Linked DNA regions of Mus musculus: region 2 is linked to region 1. The links are chromatin contacts, called in public HiChIP or PLAC-seq maps. All regions are on one chromosome and are shown on one strand. Each heading gives the region's core, a stretch centred on a gene start, on an enhancer-like site or on the middle of the called end of the contact. The rest is flanking DNA. Distances are from core to core; before and after follow the strand shown. Region 1 holds the start of Gtf2b (general transcription factor IIB). Region 2 overlaps Gm46828 (a long non-coding RNA gene).

Region 1 (3,995 bases), core at 996-3,495:
TACTAACAAGTCTATCAAGCCAGCTGTGATGGGACATGTCAGTATTCAGGAAGCAGAAATAGCTAGGCATGCTACCTAGTCAAAGCTACCCTAGGAACTATACATCGACTAGAGTGAGGCTGTCTCAACAGATGGATGGATGGATGGATGGATGGATGGATGGATGGATGGAATAGTAGGCCGAGGGGCTGGGAATCACTGTCAGCAGATAACTGTACATAGGAGTTCCAAGGCAGCTGACACTACAGCCTCAAAGACAAAAGTAGGTAAAGAGGCTGAGAATGGAGCTTAGTGGAAGATGCGTGCCTAGTATATATAAGTCCTGGTTTCAATCCCTAACATTTAAAAGAGGGAAACATGAAAAACTTTGCAGAGTATTTAAATGATACCGCCTTAAACATTATTTATTTATTTATCCAAATTATTTAAATATGAACATTTTGTCTGCATGTATGTCTTAGTGCCTACAGAGACAGAAGAGATGCCCTGGAATTGAGTTAGGAGTTCATGAGTTGCCATGTGGGTGCTGGAAAAGCACCCAGTGTTCCTAACCATGGAGCCCCCTCCCCCGCCCATAAACATTTTGAATGCTCAATGTGCACAACATCCTAAAAGATAGGCACAATCTTCATTTTACAGATCGCAGCCAAAAAGTTATTTACTGACGTCGGAATAAAGAGTGGGCATCAATCTGGACATGTTCTCTTCGAGAACACCAACCAGTGCCAATGCTTAGTGCCTACATGCCGCCCTCAAGGTATGACAAACTCTCAGGCAACTTCTCTCTATTCACACTGCTGGCAAAACTTGATAGCAACAGGAATGACACAGACTTAAGAGCTGGATGAGGGCCGGGCAGATCTACAACCCCACAGTTTTCAAGGTGGAGACAGAAGATTCGAGACCACTAACTCAAAATCAAACACTAGCTGTCCAGAAAAGAAATTAATTTCAAGGGATTTTTTTAAGTGAAGAAAAGTTTAAAAACTGTAACCAGTGATTTTACTATGTGTACTATTTAAACACTACAACTTGTGTTTCAAGAATACAGGAGTTCCTTTTCCCTAAGATGGTAAGCTGTGCCTACATATGAACACATCACCCATGGGAAATTTCAATAGTATTTGGGGAAGCTGAAGGTTCCTATGTCGCTACAAGGAAGCCTTACGTGACAAAACCACACCCAGATGGAATGATTAAATCATAATTAATCTAATTAAATCATAAAATCAGTAAACAAGATTGCCCATTGCTTCCACGCAAGAAGTTCACGAGGCTTCCTATGCCCACCTCCCACTTTTTATAATAAACAGCAGACTTGGAGGTTCCCAGAAAGGCCAAGTTTCTGTAAATAATGGCTTCCCCCGGTGACGTTTACCAATTCCACACATAGTAACCACCTCCGAAAAAAAAAAAAAAGTGCCAAAAGAACAGAACTTAATTTGATACTTTCTGTACATTCTGTGTTAACTGGAGACCAGTGGACGGATAATCAGAATAGGTATAGTGGCCCGCGAAAGGTCAACACGCTGGCATGACTCAGTTTACACATATGCCAGTATACTAATATCTACCTCATAGTGGTTACAAGAGATATAATTAGGGTCTGCAAAGCATTTTGGAGGTCACAAGATTAAAGGCTGTCTCTGCGGTCACAACACGCATTTCCTGTAGATATTAAGCAAACTACGTTTTAAAAATACATTTAAAATGACTTCCAGCATATGTAATTAATTTTCTGCAGACAGCATCTCCTTCAGAGTACGCAATGATACTTTTCGGGGTGGGGACAGGGGGTCTTTTAGGAGAATGAATCAAGTCTCCGTATGTGCTTTCGTTTCCACTTCTGGGGGGGCCATTGGGCTAGCGACCCTTTGCCACCAGACAACCAATGCTGACGTTTCTCAACTTTGCGGTTGTCAGATCGATAGGGACCTGGAACGTCGCTTTTCCAGCTCTTCGGAAACGGGGTTTCAGCCCCCTCCGGCTGGATGGGCCGTAAGGGAGAAAATACACAGAAAACATCAACATGACACAAAGACGGTTGAAGGGTCCGGAGACGGAGGCCGGGGCCGTGCGGATCCGCAGGGTCAAACCCGGGCGGCGATGACTCAGGTGGGTAAGGGACACCCGCGGCGGCCTTCTGGAGGAACCTGGGCCCCGCGATGCCCTGCTCCACTCGCTCCGAGGCCGTTGCACTCACCGGCTGGTCGACGCCATCTTCGCGGCTCCGCCAACAGCTCCGTCCGAAGCAGGAAGCAGCACTGGCTCCTAGACGCCCCGAGCCGGGCTTTTATGCGCGAGTCGCTCGCGCGCACTCCGCGCGGCTACGGGTCGGGAGGAGGGCTAAAAAGCGCTCGGTCCTTGACGACGCGGGCTGTGTACTTCCTGGTTGTCTCCGCTGCTGCTGCGTGGCTCCCGGCTGCTGGTTGATTGGCAAAATCTTCAAAGCCTGGCGGGATAGCACACCCCTTTGATCTCCGGAGGCAGAGGCTGGAGGATCTCTGTGAGTTTAGAGGAACCTGATCCACACAGGGTGCTCCAGAACAGCCAGGAGGAGGGAGAGAGAGATAAAGAGAGAGAGACAGACAGACAGACAGACACAGACACACACAGTCTCAAACAAATCAAAACAAAAAATCAACCCAAGAAGACTCAGAATGTGCTGCGCCTGAGCTAGCTCTCAAACAGAGGAAATTAAAATGGGAGTTGCCTCCTCGGGTGATACTCTCAAGTATTCCTGCACCAAGAAGGTAGGAGGATCTGGAGTTAGACCTCGTCTCAAACAAAAAACACCTTTAAATAAACAAACACACAAAATAACCAACACACAAGGAAACCAGGTTGGTTGAAAGGGGCAAAGCGCTCGCACCAAATTCCTTTCCTTTATTTTCAAGTCAGTTTTCCCTATCTGATTGAATGTCTCATTTGCCCTGACTAAAGAATTTGGAATAAAAAGAGAAATTAGTTGTTGTCTTCAGGAGTAGGTATCAATTCAAGCTCTGTCATTGGCCAACATGATTCAAAGTTCCTACATGTCCTTTATCTCAACAGTGTAGGCATGGAGGGTATCTGGCTCACAAACCCTTCTAGAATTGCAAGAGACAGCCCTGCTATGACCCATGTTGTTGTTGTTCCCCAATCATCATCGAATATTTGACTGAAAACCGAGTATAGGAAATGTAATAAAACAGCTAACGTCTATACAAGGGCCTCACAAGGCAGGTCTTGGGGGTCACCCTTGTAATTCTAGAAGTTAGGGTGCAGAGGTGGGAGGTCATGAATCCCAAGCCAGCCTGACCTGCAGAACAAGACCTTGTCTCAGCTCCCGTCCTCTTACCTTAAGGCAACAGTGCTACTTTCTTGTAAATAAACCATTCCCAACAAAGTCTGAATTAAGGTAACTGCAAGTTGGGTGTCTTCCACTGAGATGAAAACTCAGTAAGCATTTTATTTGTTAATGGAAATCAAATGCCATTAAGCAGACATTTGTTGAAGTGGGAATTTCTGGTTTTGTTAGGGACTCAGTTGTATCATGTGATGTTTTTCTGGAAACTGTCTTATGTAACGGTGTTTTGCCGAGAACAGGCGCAGGGTGTTTTTCTGAAAACTGCCTAGTGAAAGGGCGTGTGATGTTTTGCTACGGCGGATGCTTGAGGGGACATATGTTTGGAAAGAGCATAAGTATAACCCAACAGACGGCGGACAGTGCTCCTGCAATTGGTTCGCCTTGCTTGATTCGCTGATCTTAGCTTGTTGTGACTTCATAGTGAAAAATGCACCAAAGAACTTATGGTGGTGTTCCAGCGGCTTCTTCCTGCTTCTGTGGACTTGTGCTGATAGGTCGAACCTCATGGTTTCCTCTGGACCTAGCGGCTGCTATGGATTTATGTTTGCCATGTATACTGGACTGGTGTACTGGACTGCTGTTGCTGATTTGGTAGTTTGCTAGTAGACCAGACTGCTGACAACAGAGATTTGAATAGCTCCAAAGA
Region 2 (3,995 bases), core at 493-2,992, 1.5 Mb before region 1:
TATTTACAGGTAATCTCCATGGTTTTAAGTGTTAGCCAAAAATTCAAAATTTCAAGATGTCACCAGCTAAATAAAACCCATCTGGTGGCTGGATCAAGGACACTTTCTAGTCCCGCGTGTTTCAAAAACCTGCTGAGTAGAGGAGCCGGAGCCAAAGGACTTGTGTTGATATCTGCACCCTGCCTATGTCTGATTACATGGCACTGTACTAGTTCGACTCATTCCTGTGTGTTTGTCTCCTCACCTGTAAAGTGGAGATAATCCCTGCTTTAAGTGGGACGGGATGAGAGCGTGAAGTCCTCACAGCTCTCGGACAATATTTACACAAAAACTTTTATAAACACAAGTGTCATGTAACTGGGAACTCCTGCTATCACCTTCTTGCATCTGACCATGAGCAGAGGGACACGTGCATGCTGAGTAGGTGGCGCTGTGCCCAACATGTTAATGTGCAAAGTTCAGTAGCAACTGCACTAGACCCATTTTATAAAAGGGACCCTTTACTGCCATTCGAGGAAGTTAACAAAGTCACCCACAGATACAAACCTTTTGAGAAGTGATGCCTAAATGCCATCCATAATTTGCTTCTGGCAGCCATGCCAGTCTTTGTGGGAATCTGTTTCTAAGATGTGTCCAAGGGTCAGCTTCAGGTCCTGCTCTTTTTATAAAGCTTGAAATCATCAGATCCTATTGATGCAAAAAGGAGGGTCCACACACAACACGGGAATGTAGGCACAGACAGCTGGACTGGCCTCACAGCAGACAGATGGACGTGGCTCCCTGCCAGGCAGAGGAATGTTAGAGAAGAGAAATGGAGCTTCGACATTCTCCACCCCTTCCTCTCAAGCAGAGAGCAAGCCCAGCTCTGTCCACTGCCTGAGCAAGGTTGGGCCATAGAGGCTTGCCAGGTTCAGATGGTGAGTGGGAAGTCCAGTTGGGCTGTTAACCATTGTATAACTTCTTGCACCCAGATGAAAGTTATACCTTTAATCCTAGCATGATGTTTGGGCCTCTTCCAGCCTTGTTCAGGCAAGGAAGAGGGTTCTGCCTCATGGTTTCTAAAGCCTATCTCACATTGAGAGAAAGCATGATCTAACCCTACCATGGTCTCTACAATCTTCTGAGTAGTGTATCTATCTTTCTGGTCACTGCTAAACATGAGGATCTTTATAATTAGAAAGAGTTCCACTTCTCCTGGAAGCCCAGAGGCCTGTGGGAACCTGCAAGAAAACATTGGGCTCTTTGTGAACGGTCATATGCTGTGGGGAATCTCCCTTGGGAGTGGGAACTTTACAAAATGCTCTTTTTTAATGCAACCCAGTGACCTTTGGGGGGAGGGATGTCTTCTTCTGCGCAGTTCATCTCTGCTAAAGTTCTGTTCCTCCTTGTCTTACAGTCCTGCACAGAGAAGAAACTTAAGGTGGTGAACGTAATGAATATCCAGCCCCATGGAATTATAGGATGGACAGTTTCCCCGGCAGATTCAACAGTGGTCACGATAAGAATAATCAATACAAATTAGGGGACAGGCTTCTGTTTTAATGCACTTAGTAACCAGATCTCTCATCCTCAAATAAGTCCAACAGAGGACCACGAGCTCCTAAGCGCTGTTGTGTAGGAGTGTGTGTGTGTGTGTGTGTGTGTGTGTGTGTGTGTTCCCTTTCCTCTGAGGGATTCTATAACCCCCTTCATTCTCCGCCTCTCTCATGTTACAGAAAGGAGGTAATTTTTCCTGGCCATTTACTAAAGCTCATTAAAGACTGACGAGAACAAACAATGGTACTCCTCAGAGACGACCATTCAAAGTCACTCTACAATTCTGGGTTCTAATACTTGAGACAAATTAATTATTCCTTAGTGAAAAGTATATAATTCCTATTCTTCATTTTTGGGGGGCGGGGTGGGGAATAATAATGGGGGGTTTCTATCTGAGTGAAAAGCTGCCCGTGCTGAAGGGAAATAAGGAAAAAAATGTGCGTTCTGAGAGGGAGCCAAAGCAATTATTCTGATAATAATTCTAAGAATATTAATGTCTTTTAAAAGTAGATTGCCTTCAAATAAACACGGAGGCTGAGGCAATGGGAGGCTGGTTTATTTATTAATCACTCCAAATGTGCGTCCTTCTAAATGAACAACTGCATGATCAACTTCGCCACACATATTCAATTTAGCTAAGCAGCAACTGGCAAATGTCTCAAAACTTTTGTAACCAGAGACTAATTTGTTTAACACATTTAAAATGTTATATTGATGTAAAGCCCTACATATTAAACTTCAAAGGGAAAAGCTCCCGAGAGTTCCTTGTTTTAAGAACACCACACTGGAATCGAGACGAGACGGAGTGGATGCTTGCTCTCTGTTCTGCTTTGTTTTGTTTTTAAACACAAAGCGGTTTTTGGGTCCTGGCCTCATCCTCTGCACTGTTTGGTCATCTGCAGAGCAGCAAGTGTCTTGCTGTGGGGACCGCAAGGCGGTGGTTAAGAAAGGTCTAGAGTGTCCCTTTCATCTCCATTAATTAATCCTGGCTCCGTCAGCCCAGAGTACGGTGCCGTTGACATCACCTTTTCCTTACACTTTAAGGAGTCCCAAGAGAGATCGGCTGCAGAACAAAACTGGACAAAGAGTACATTTGGTAACCATTTTATTTCTCAATTACCAACCCAAACGTATGGAAAAGATTTGCGCGCTATCCGATTTACACAACAATTATGCTTCAAAAGTTTGGGAATAAATAACCTTTCTCTTGGACTCATTAGTTCCTCCACCAATCGTAATTGGTGTCAACTGACGAGTTTGCTCCGTGGCTCGCCCTTAATTACTGATAAAAGGGAAATTGCAACTCTAGCCAATCAGGAACTAGTTTATTCATGAGAGTATAGTATTCTTTTAAAATCTCTGTTTGTCCTAATAAGTGGCTTTGTGTTTGTCTGAGCCCTTCCATAAGCCCCTTAACATAAGCAAAGGACTCGTAATAACGATATGCAGCGATGGAATATCATTACAGACTCCACTCACGAGGTGAAACAAAGGAGAACGGTTTGTAAATTACAAATGTATACAACTCAAGCTGACCAGGCCCTGAAATCCCATCCATCTGGTGGGAAGCAGATATTAGTGGCTATGAGTCCAATATGGAGAATTTGTTTCATCTCTTAATGTCGAGTTGTTGGATTTTTTGTCTTTTATTGTAAGCGTCCCTAGCCTTCTGACACAGGCAGGGAGAAACAAGAGAAGCCCAATTGAGGCATGAGGCACGTTAAATCCTAATGGCATAAACAAAGGTTGGCCAAGGCCGAAATCCCACATTAAAAATAATAGGCGTTCTGGAAACAAGAGTGCTAAGAGATAGCACGTGGTGGAACCATGCCTCGGGGAGGCCTTGCGACAGGAAGAGCCTAATGGCACACCCTTCATCCCACAGACAGCCTCTTCTGCAGTGGTGTTGGGGTCAGAAAACCCACAATACCTTTTTGGGATCGTGGGGAATCCCGGAGCTCAGTTCTCACTTTATAATAATTAAGGTGCCTTTGACTGAGGCTAGAACAACAGGCGAGCATTGATCTCCTCACACAGTGAGAAACTAGAGACCGGAAGTTTATGTTTAGATTAATTCAGGCCACACCAATACCATCGAAGTGACTGGATCTTACTGTCTCTCTAATCTCTCTGCCTCTCCTTGTGGTCGCCAGATGGGCAGGCAGGCAGGAGGTCCAGCCATCTTTCCTCACATTACATCTAAAGGCAAAAAGAGAAGGTGGCCAGTACCCGCACCCCCCCATCACTTCGTTTGTTTTGATAAAAAGCGAGGGTCTCTTCCATGGAGAGCAGCCGATGACCTCTTCCTGCAGCTCATTGGTCAGAAAGGGGTCACGAGCTTACTCATAAACCAGTTGCTGGTGAAGACTGTTCAGAGTTAGGCCAGTGAATTTCCTCTAGGGACCGGGAAGCTCCTATGTGTCTGTAAATCCTTGGCACTTTGACACCTGACCAAACCA

Evidence for each region. HiChIP or PLAC-seq counts read pairs in DNA pulled down with a chosen protein or histone mark.
Region 2: a contact with region 1 is called in an H3K4me3 HiChIP or PLAC-seq map of embryonic limb bud, with 6 times the contacts expected there. The contact joins the enhancer-like site here to the promoter of Gtf2b in region 1. A contact is called at or near these places in 5 of 39 promoter capture datasets (cranial neural crest, frontonasal cranial neural crest, liver and 2 more), 1 of 484 Hi-C or Micro-C datasets (CD4 T cells) and 2 of 115 datasets of contacts at active chromatin or transcription factors (astrocytes and embryonic limb bud).

Annotation. Positions count from the first base shown.
Region 1 is chr3:142,763,497-142,767,491 of GRCm38.p6, reverse strand. Gtf2b (general transcription factor IIB) reads right to left here and starts at 2,245. Exons shown (of 7, transcript NM_145546.1): 1 at 2,204-2,245. The coding sequence starts at 2,220.
Region 2 is chr3:144,222,463-144,226,457 of GRCm38.p6, reverse strand. It overlaps Gm46828 (a long non-coding RNA gene), which reads left to right. Exons shown (of 3, transcript XR_001784014.2): 2 at 1-9; 3 at 1,397-2,286. Among named protein-coding and RNA genes, the nearest start is that of Gm46828, 12 kb to the left of the region's middle. Within about 2 kb of position 1,742, at least 12 of the 459 cell types and tissues checked have an H3K27ac peak or open chromatin away from gene starts, as enhancers often do. A contact at or near this core is called in embryonic limb bud and second pharyngeal arch cranial neural crest, where this site is marked.